3 separate regions of the Zea mays genome follow, and all the other regions are linked to region 3. The links are chromatin contacts, called in public Hi-C maps. All regions are on one chromosome and are shown on one strand. The core of a region is the stretch at or near the end of the contact, and the rest is flanking DNA. Distances in the headings are between cores, read along the strand shown.

Region 1 (3,717 bases), core at 741-3,240, 350 kb before region 3:
GTCCTCCTCAGCGGCACGCACGGAGAAAGGCTAGGAGCAAGACCGACTCGCCTTGTACCCGCGTCGACACGCGTCGATCGGCTCGTGGCTGCGACTGTGAGCGGTCACAGCAGGTTGGGGAGGAAGAACAAGCAGGTGAAGGCCGGGAAGACGAATGGGACGTCCGACGACGGCGAAAATGATGGTGCGCGCATGCTGTGAAATGTCCTCATGGACGTGCAATAACCACTGCGTGGGTCTGCCGAGAATGGGTGGCGCGGAGGCGAAGACATGAGGGGAGAGAGAAAAGAAGCAGGATGGCGAACGAGATGGCGGCAACTGAGGCGAGTTCCATCATTATCATGCAGAGGTATAAATGGTCAAATGGGTTGTGTCTCGCGGGCCAGCTCGAGGCACGACACATTTAATAGTGATTGAACCAGTCCGGCACGAGCGACGTGCTGTGTTTGGGCCGTAGCCTCGACCCGTAGTGCTGGTCCGGCTTGACACGATTATATTTTTTATTTTACAAAAAATCATATATACATATGTATAATTTATATTTAATATTAAAAACACTTAAGAATGATGTTCTACTGGTTAGATGGTTTCACCTAGTGTCTTTCGCTCTTCTTCTATCAAGACGTGGGTTTGAACCCACCTTCTGCATCGTTTTTAACATTTTACGCTGATGGCTCAACGAGCTACCGTATCTGGCCGGAGCTGCGGCAGGGCGGGACCATGCCGGGCCGTTTGACCATCTATGCGGATGTGTGGTTTGTATGCGTATGTGTAGTTTGGTACGTGGAGATTGGTTGCGCGGAGGAGATAAGTATGCATGAGTTAATTTGAAATAGATGTAATGAGTTATTCGTAAAAAATAACGTAGAACAACCATATACTCGGACACAGAATAGCTTCTCCGAAGAGAAAAAAAGTCATGCAAGATCATCAGTAACTGTGTTTTGAATTGAAGGGATAGTGCTGTAGGTTTTTATTTCTCAGTCAAGATCGCACACTTTCTCTGCCTCTCCATACAATACAGGTGGAGATACCGGATACGTCGTGGAACATACAGAACATACCCAAAAAAAAAAAACGCGAACACCCCTCGTTTGACTGTTCAGAGCTCCACCTTCTTGGTCTGATGATGACCATCCCCGGCGCCGCCGCCAATACTCTTCTTCGCGTCGCCGTCACCGTCTCCCCCGGCAATCCCAACGACGCGCGGGCCCTTGACCTGCTCGGGGGCCAGCTTCCGGAACCGCACGGTGAGGACGCCGTTGTCGAGGCTGGCGCCGACGGAGTCGAGGTCGGCGTTCTCGGGGAGGCGGAACTGGCGCCAGAACCTGCCGTGGGAGCGCTCCTCGCGGTGCCAGTGGTCGCCCCTGTGCTCCTCCGCGCGCCGCCGCTCGCCGCTGACTCGCAGCACCCGGCTGTAGTCCTCCACCTCGATCTTGAGGTCCTCCCTGCGCATCCCGGGCACGTCCACCACGATCTCGTGCGCGTCGGGAGTCTCGCGCCAGTCCGCGCGCGCCATGGAGACCATGGCCACGTCGTCCCGGTCGAAGCCCAAGGGGACGTGCTCCAGGATCCGGAACGGGTCGGCCAGGAGGCCCACCCCGGGCCCGGACAGCGGAGACGCCGCCGCCGCCGCGGCCTCGTCGCCCCCGCGCCTCCCTTCGCCGAACCACGGGAGCAGCGCGCCGTCCGCCAGTGCCGCCGCCATCACGGCGAGGCACGCGAGCGCGAGCGCTGCTGCGGCTCTCCTCGACATCGTCACGGACCCGAAGGCTTCAGGGCAGTGCGTGCGCACTTTAAAGTTCAATCTAACAGAACTCGCTGATCAGTGAGCAAAAAACTACGCCCGATTGATTAAAGGTCGACACTCGCGCCAAGATTTCAACTTCAAGACAAGAATCGACGCGCAAGCCAGTTGACGTACGCTTCCTGATGCGCTCTTCCTAGCTAGTGCCTAGTGTGCCTTCGATCGGTGGTATGATGATGCGATGGTGACAGGGCAGCGAGGCGGGGTATATTTATAGCGTGGTGAGGAAGTCGGAGAAGGGAGCGCGGTGGCGAGCCAGAAGGTTCGACGAGCTCGAGAGGGTTCGAGGTTGTTGCAGAGGCTTCGCCGCACGGCTAACGTCCCGATGGCGGGAGAGATCTCCTGAAACGTCCTCGTCGCCGTCGGCGTCTCTTTTGGGCTGGGCCAAGTCAGCGTTTATCGCGGACCAGGTCCACGGCGCATGGCCCATCACACATACCTTTCCATGGGCCTGGTGATTACCGACCATGCATGGCAACGATTTTTTTTTTTTTTGAGTCATTGCAGGCGAACAATTTTGATCTGAGTTGTGGCCTGTGGGGTTAACAAGCTTCTTTTCCTAGTATTTTCGACTTATTAATAAAGTACATCTAGGTTTGTTTTGTCAACAAGAAAGAACATCTAGGTTTGTTCTAAGTTACACCTTTTTAACGCTGATGACTACCAACATCTTAAGTTCGTATGAATTCAGAATACAATTTTAATTTGAATAGATTCGATTATTCATGACACATACTTTGAAAATTCTATAGATAAAGAGCCGGGAGCAAGGGAGGAAATACGTGCGTCCACGTCGGCTTAAATTTTTTCAGCCATTGGATAGTCTGTCAACGGCTGTGAATGCATCGCACGGCCAGCGACTGGAAGCTTCCCGTAGCAGCTACCACACAGTCAACCGGATACTTCCAGGTCCTTGGACTCCTTGCATATCGGTCAGTTTGCCATCAGAACAAGGAGAAAAAAAGGTTCCGGTCTTCATCCCTTCCATTTCCAAAGGACGACGCTCTCACCATTCACGAACGGCGACTGCGGATCGATCGTGCGTCGTCTCCTGCGCCGGCCTCTCTTCAAGTCAGGTGTGTTTTTTCTCAGATTTTTTCTTCTCACACAACTTTTTCTAGAAAAAAATGGCGTTAGGGTTTTCGTCTTCCGTTGGAATGTCTCTTCCTCCTCCTCCCGCTATCTCACCCGATCTTCCGATGGACTGTCTCTTCCTCCTTCTTCTGCTATCCCATCCGCGCACAACCCCTCATTGAACCCCACTGCTGTTTCCGTCGCTCTGACTCCCGCGCCCGCCGCCGCAGCGCGCGGTGTCCTGTGTTGGACGCGCTCCCACGACAACGCCTACCCCCTCCCCCTGCGCCCAACGGAGCCATCCTTCTCAACACCAGTCTGAAACTCAGAGATTGGCAGCTCGCACACATCCATAGCTTCCGAGGAAATAAATTTTTAGCTTTCGAGGAAATAAAAGAAAACAAAGGGGAAGATGATATATGTAAGCTCGCACACATTCATAGCTTCATAGCAGGGAGCAAAGCAACGCTATCCTAGAAGAAAAAAAACTTCAATCTGATATGCACATCCATACAAACTAGCAAATGAAAACGATAAACTTTCAAGTATCCAGTTGCTTCGTTTCAGAAAATAGATTCCAATGATAATCAATATTTTTTCATTATTTCACATATATAGTCCAGGATTCACTGCATACTAAACTGCGATTGTCTCAGACATCCTAAAAAAGCTTCATTCTGATATGCACACCCATATATCAGCAAAGCAACGCTATCCTAGAAGAAAAAAAACTTCAATCTGATATGCACATCCATACAAACTAGCAAATGAAAACGATAAACTTTCAAGTACCCAGTTGCTTCGTTTCAGAAAATAGATTCCAATGATAATCAACA
Region 2 (3,867 bases), core at 1,198-3,697, 280 kb after region 3:
AATACTGGCCGCCGAAAATCGTGCACAGTGTTGTTGTGAAGAATTTTGTGTTAGTAGAGTTATAAATTAATTAGTGATTCTTCTGTCTATGCTCATTAGCTACAAACCTAGGACCATACACTATAGGTCTAGCGTCCCTCCTTACCTTCTTCATCCTTGTCGATAAGAATGCTAAGCATTGAAATTTAAAATATTTAGAACTCAGGCATGCCTTACTAGCTTTTAATGTGCAACACTAGTACAAATCTCAAAAATAGTGGGCAACAAGTCAAAGTCGTGACTACTTCAAACATTAAGGGAAAGCCACCTAGTAGCTAGACCTTGACGTCATCGAAAAAATATATAGGGAAAAACAGTCTCAAGCACAACCATGGATCTTGATGCACATGCATCTCCTATCCTCGTAAGGTCCTATTTGGTCGTCTAGGATCTTGCAAGTAATTGAGTTGCATGTGCATCATTTTCTGATTTAATAGTAACCACAAGAATATTCATTAACCATGTAGTACCAGCAATAGTGAATCCTAGAACAACAATATTGGATCCAAGTGACTCTAACGACAAAAAGAGCAACAAAAATAAAGAACATACATATATCTACAACAGCGTAATAACACATATATGAATTAGTGGCTATAGATCAACACAAAATGAAGCAATACAATATGATGATTATGCAAAACTGATAGATTATTTATGTAGCCATAATCACAAAGAACCACAAGAAACAAGTCAATCATCGCATGTCCCGTGTAGCCATAGGAGGTGTAAACCTAGGACTCAACTTGCTTCAAATTAACATGGGGAAGGTGGTGACAATCTGAAGAATAAACAAAGTTGGTGCCAAGGAAGCACATTTAATTAGTATGGCGGAGCACAAAGCTCTCCACCCACCAGTAGCACAAAGAAGGCGAGAAAGAATCTCCTTGCTTGGCTACTGCTAGGAAGGAGAAGGCAAGAAGGCTTCACACCATCAGCAAGGTAGAGCGGTCGAGCGGCTTGAACCTCCACGTCTAAGGTCTACTCCATACACACCAGCATCTGATACCAGTCGCTGCGGAAGAGTGAACGATAACAATGGAGTGAGGCAGAAGGAAGTGGTGTTAGGGTGTGTCCTCTACACGAGCAGGACGATGGAGGTTGCACCGGAGGCGAGGATCCTCTACCACCGCCGCAACAGAACACTCAAAGGAGGAGGAGATGGCCATGGAGGAGGCGGGTCAACGTTGCAAGACACCACCGCCATTGCAGTCGTGGCCATGAACAACAGCAAACGATATGTTTATCTAATACCTCTCAGTGGGCTCACAAAGTGCAACCCTATAGAGGGGTAAAATGGCCCAAACAAGCACGACGAGAGCCTAGGTTATCTCCAGCATCCACCATATCCCACCTCCTATCTCACTCTATATTTGAAACTACACTCTATAAATAGTATAGTCTACAGTACAAAACAGTGTTTTGCATGCCCATATACACGGCTTGTTAGAGATGGCTTAAGAGTTTCGTTTCTCTATAGAGTGGTTCAGTGGTTCTTTAAAGTCCACACCAGCAAGACCAAATTGTTTTGCAAGGAAACAAACATATCCATTACACTCATGCTCAGAGACGATGTAGCTAGGAAATAAGGGGGTGTTTGGCATGACTATGCTCCAGCTCTTCTCCAAAACTCTAGGTGAAGTAGCTCTGCTCTGAATTTTGGATTGCTTTCTCAATTCTCATAACAAGTGAAAGTCATGAGTAAATACCTTCAAACTCCATGTCTAAGTTGTTTTTAAGAATTTTAGAGCAGCAAAAGAGTTACTCCAAAACTTTGTATATATTACAACACTCAAAACTCTATAGAGTTTGTACCTTTAAAGTTAGAGTGTTTGGTTGACTCTGGTTAGACCATCTCCAAAATCTCTTGTAAAGCTTCCTCTACCCTGAACTTTAGAGAAGATTCCAACCATCTACCCATCCTGGAGCGTTCTATAAATGATACTCTAAATATAGAGGACGTTCTTGGATCCTATATATATAGAGAGTTTCTCTCTCCTCTTCTCTATCTATTTTAATATTTTAAACAAAATATTTAAAAACAAAATATATATAATACATTTGAGAGTATTTGAGTATGACAAATACGTACGTATAAAATCAAAAGTAAAATATATCTCTAATATAGGTACGTGTGGAGGACGAGATATAGAGGATGTTGATTAAGAGGAGGAGATATAGGGGGGTCTTTTAAAGAAGACTGTAACGAATGAATATAGAGGACACATTGCTGGAGAGAATCTTGCCTCCCCTTTGAATTTTGCTCCTAGATATATGTAAACACCCTCTAAACAGCCGTACGAGTGTTGCGGATGCTGATCCGTTTCCTGCACATGTGCTATGCTCGCTTGCAGTTCTAGCAGGGCTACGCCTGTGGTGCACAGCGGCCTCGTTCACTAGCTGAAGCAGGTGCCCTGCGGGAGAACGACGACTCGACGAGAGCAGATAATGGTGCAGACCGGGCCTCGGCCCAGTTCTGGCTCCGGCCCATTTTGGCATCGCGTGTCTGCATCAGTGACACCTCAACTCACACCTCGGCGCGACGGTTCCGTCTTGCTTGCATACCTCCTTTGTCTCTTTCCTTCAAGATGAGAAAACTTGATCCATCCCACAGCCACAGGTACGCCCTGGCCCCTTGCTTTTCAGTTGGGCCAGTTCCCAATTTCCTAACCCCTTTATCAGCAAACAAGTAGCTTCTGGTTCGTTCCCCAACAAGAAGCGGTTCGTTTGGAATCCTCTCGCGTCGCGCGCAACAGGGGGCTCCATGTGTGCGTCAAAGCGGCCAAAGTAGCGCTGCTTTTCCGAACTAGGAAGACGACGGCCATGGCCGGCGTGCATGAGATCGTGTACGATCTATGTTTGTGATTTTTAGCGGTTTTATTATTTGGATGCCCTGTGCTGTTCATCGAAGACTAGGTTCTCCACTACACTGTCTTCCTCCTTTTCTCCTTCTTTCTCTCTCTCTCCATCTTTGCCCTTCGTCGGCAAGTTGAGGATGTGGGTGCTTTGCAGACAGTGCGCACCATCGATATGGGTCCACGAAATGTGTTTTTTCATAAACCAACATATATAGAGTCTGTTTGGTGGGCTGGCTCGGGCGCCACACCGCGCCACACTCCGGCTGCCACGGGTGTGGCGCCTAAATCGACCGCCGCAGGTGTGGCACGCTGGGGCGCTTATGGCGGCTATCCAAACAGGCCTATAGTATGCGCTCATATATACTATTTCTACTACAGCGTTTTAGTAAATAATAAAAGTGTCATTATACCAACAAATGTTAAGTGTTCCAATGCAGCTTTTCAGCTCCAATTTCAAGCACTAATAAGCCACTGAAAACCTCCCAATTCAAAAAAAAAAAACCCACTGAAAACCTCAAGTGAGAGCCAATGTTGTAGATGTCGCTGCTACTTTCACACCTCCTTTGGTCATCAGTGATCTCAGGGTAGCTGCTAGAAATGCAATTGAAGCTGGTAATTAAGCTCCCTTATGCACTCTAAATGTTCAGATTAGCCTACAAAGAACGAACAAATGTTTATTTACTTTTAGATCGAACTAGGATCAGTAGAAAGTTAGCACACGCAGGTTCTTACGGAGTATCTGTTAAAATGTTGGGCGACTATTTCTGACTCCTGGAATATTAAATGTGTAGGGCCTCGCCCATTGGCTTGTGTGCGTGCCTGTGTGTAATATGTAATGTAAACTGTAACAGGGTATCATACTCCTGAAAGTGTATTCTAGAAGCTTAAACACGGTACCTGAGCTAGGTGTTGAAGGCGTGGTGTGGTGATCCGAGCGAGGTGCCCAAGGGCACGGCGGAGCCAGTGGTGA
Region 3 (3,409 bases), core at 276-2,775:
TCATGACCAACACAATCAGATGAAATAGCATTAAACCCAATTGCAATAGAGGCCCAAACAATTCTTGCTACATGACATAAAAATAATAAATGGTCGACTGACTTGTTACACTGACAGAAATAACATCCAAGTCTCCCAATCCAATTCCCCTTAATGAAGTTAGCTTTTGTTAGCAAGGCCCATTTTCTATGAGCCACATAAAGAACTTGATTTTTGGTGGTTTTTTTTCTTTACAAATGTGTTTAAAATGTAAACCGGTTTCATTTCTAGTAAGGTATTGTATACAGATTTGACAGAAAATCTTCCATTTTTCCTAGATTTCCAGATAATGCTTTCTGGACTGTCATTAAGATGGAACGACACCACTTGTTCCTAAATCTTATCCCACATATATATACTTGAGGTCATCCACTAATAATTAGATTTTTGGCACACTTACTTTCTTCTGGTTACATAATTAATAAGGGCCTGTTTAGATACCAGGAGCTAAAGAAAAAGTGGTTAAAGTTTAGTCAATTTAGGGGGTTAAAGATCTAAACCGGAAGAATGAGTGACTAAAATAATAAAAGTGTACCCTTTTAGTCACTTTTAGCTCCTAAGAAGAAGCTAACCTTTAATCAGTTTGCTTTTAACCCCTGGATCCAAACAAGTCCTAAATCACCGGTATAACTAGGCACAATGCCTCATCAGACAGCCAACTGCCAATCCCAAATTCTACTTTGTTGTCCATTTCTAATTTTAATGCCTCTGCCTGCACGTATACTATTTTTGTTTTTGATTAAGTCATACCACATAGGAGAATCACTCAATTTATTAGTAATTGTATTGTATGAACTGAATCATTTGGCGTATATTTGGCTTTCTTTAAGCACAGGCACACTGCTACCAAAAGCATTAGGCGCTTAAGCATCACCCTTGTGGCTGGCACGAGAACCATTTGATTCACGACAGATTTAGCGCTTGTTTGAAGTGTTGGCTAAAACTAGCAATCTACAGGGAAGAACACCATACATTAGTACTCCGTCGGGACACGCCACCACATGCCGCTGAAATATATCCGCAACGATTCTCCCAGCTGCTTATAGCTCAGAAGCAAGAGCCAAGGCCGGCAGCTAACCACGACTCGTCTAATCATCCCTGGACCATAGCGATTAATAAATTGATTAAGCTAGTACATCGCCCCTAGATTTCCGGCAGAATTAAGAAAACCGCGGGCAGCAGAGCCGATGCCGATGGCAACAAAGAAGAAGGGGCTGTTGGTACTGCAGCCGCAGTCTATAAAGATAAAAATTGTAGAAGTAGTAGGAAGCTTAGCCGGAGCTGGCATGGCAGGCTGCTGCTGAGTGAGCAGCGGTGGGGGCCTCCTGGCTGGCGCGTGGAAAAACCCGAGCAAATGGCAGCGTGAAGCACGTCCGAGACTGAGGTCAGGCGTCGGGCGGGGGTTGCGGCCAGGGGAGACGAATGAACCCCTGCCCCCGCCTGGATCCCATCGCAAAAGCCCCCTCCCCCTCTCCGCCTTCGCGCATATTATATTCGCGCACCATCGCAGCAACTTGCACGGGCGCCGATGACTAGTTGCGCCAGATGCACTGCATCTGCTCGGCGTGGTGCCTCCAACGTCCAACCCCTCTTCCTCTTGTCTCTCGTCTACCTCTCTTCTGCCCCTCTGCGTCCGTGTCTCCATCGTCGTCGCTGCGTGAGGTTGACGACGACCAGTCACAGGATCTGTTCGTTCCTCATGCGACCCAGCTAGCTAAAACTGGCATGCATGGACATGCTACGCTGCTGCGTCAATCCATCTCACCAGGTACGCTGCTGTACATGCTGCTACGAGCCTACGATCGATAGCAGTCTGTGCCTTCCTTTGCTCGATGCCGATGTTTATCTGCATGTGATCGTATTCGTATGCACGGCCCTCCGCCCTCTCAAGCTGAGTGCTTTTTGGTGGGCCCATCGTCCTATATACGCTCATCAGTTCACTGACGACGATATAACGACTGTTGGGGTTCAGAAACTACATATTGTGGTGCTCGCCCGATCTCTTTCTTGTATATTCTTCTTATTATTAGTCTCTCTCTCTCTGAAAGAACAAGGAACTAGATGTCTTGTTTTGTGCCTCCTACTATACCTTTGCGTGTTTTTCTTGCTTTTGTCCATGGCTTTTCACCGGTCTGCTGGGTGAAGTAATTTACACGCATGTCTTACGCACGCGCTCCTTCAGTTGTCCGCATATCTGATCATAACATCGCTTCATTCATGTGCTGACGAGATATTTTTCGCCGCCGAGACTGCAGTGCTAGCTAGCTAGATCTGGCCTGATTCGCCGATCGAGCGGTGGTGAGACGGAGTGCTTCAGCTCAAAGACTGCTAGTGGTAGGCTGGTAGCTAGCTGTGTGCCTGTGTGCAGTGTGCACTGCCACTGCATGCGCGGCGCCTTGGACTTAAGACGGCAGCACACGCACGCGAGGAGGCGTCGGCTGAAGCGAGCGCTCCGGCGGCTCCGCTTCGCTCATCAGGTTCTTGAGCCCCGGAAACGATGAGCACGACCCGGCCGGAGGACACCCAGCAACTGATCAACAGTGCCGCCGCTAGCCCCAACCGCAGCGCACCGTCCGCCGCGCCCAGCGATATGGAGAGGGGCAGCGGAACCGCCGCGTCCTCGTCGCGCGCTTCGACGACGTCTCACTCCCACCAGAGGGCCACCCACAGGGTGGTGGAGGAGGAGGAGGAGGAGGAGCCTAGTAGCAGCCGTGGCGGCGGCAGCCTCTGCTCCGGGTACCTGTCGCTCCCGGCTCTGCTGCTCGTCGGCGTCACCGCGTCGCTGGTGATCCTCCCGCTCGTCCTGCCCCCGCTGCCGCCGCCGCCGTCGATGCTGATGCTGGTCCCCGTGGCAATGCTGCTCCTGCTGCTCGTGCTGGCGTTCATGCCCACGTCGTCCACCGGCGGCCGCGGTGGAACCGGACCGACCTACATGTAGATAATCACATCGGTTTTTTTTTTCCTTTCTTTCTCTTGTCGTCCTTTCGTTTGGATTTTGTGACAGAGGGAGGTCTTGCGATGGATCAGTTAGTCCTCAGCTTCTGCTCTTCTCGATCGTACGATGTCTCTGTTCGGCTAATTAATTTGCATAGGGGTATATATATGCTGCCTAGATCTTAAAAGTATTTAACTCTTTTTTTGCATTGTTCAAGTTCTCATCATTTCTGCACTCTGTTATGGTCTCCACTACATTATACAACACACGTACAGCATTTGGGTAGGTGATCGACCGTGTGATACATATAGATGGCCAATAGCCGGCCTGGAGCACGGCACGGCCCGTAGTACCTGGGCACGACACGATACGGCTGGAGCCGGGTTCGTGCCGGCACGGCTTGATGGGTAGTGTCGTGCCTGGGCCGAGCATCGC

The links. A called contact is a pair of places that touch in the nucleus more often than the background predicts.
Region 1: a contact with region 3 is called in a Hi-C map of tassel, with 2.6 times the contacts expected there. The contact joins the promoter of LOC100283239 here to the promoter of LOC100274970 in region 3. A contact is called at or near these places in 2 of 25 Hi-C or Micro-C datasets (ear and tassel).
Region 2: a Hi-C map of ear shows a contact between it and region 3, with 2.4 times the contacts expected there. The contact joins the enhancer-like site here to the promoter of LOC100274970 in region 3. A contact is called at or near these places in 3 of 25 Hi-C or Micro-C datasets (ear, endosperm and leaf).

Annotation. Positions count from the first base shown.
Region 1 is chr10:122,369,930-122,373,646 of Zm-B73-REFERENCE-NAM-5.0, reverse strand. It overlaps LOC100283239 (22.0 kDa class IV heat shock protein), which reads right to left and starts at 1,990. Exons shown (of 1, transcript NM_001156141.2): 1 at 949-1,990. The coding sequence starts at 1,756. The coding sequence ends at 1,103. It also overlaps the pseudogene LOC103641691.
Region 2 is chr10:121,741,286-121,745,152 of Zm-B73-REFERENCE-NAM-5.0, reverse strand. No RefSeq gene overlaps it. Among protein-coding and RNA genes, the nearest start is that of LOC115208750, 23 kb to the right of the region's middle. Within about 2 kb of position 2,447, at least 18 of the 20 cell types and tissues checked have an H3K27ac peak or open chromatin away from gene starts, as enhancers often do. A contact at or near this core is called in ear and leaf, where this site is marked.
Region 3 is chr10:122,017,090-122,020,498 of Zm-B73-REFERENCE-NAM-5.0, reverse strand. LOC100274970 reads left to right here and starts at 1,525. Exons shown (of 2, transcript NM_001357707.1): 1 at 1,525-1,807; 2 at 2,295-3,170. The coding sequence starts at 2,537. The coding sequence ends at 2,977.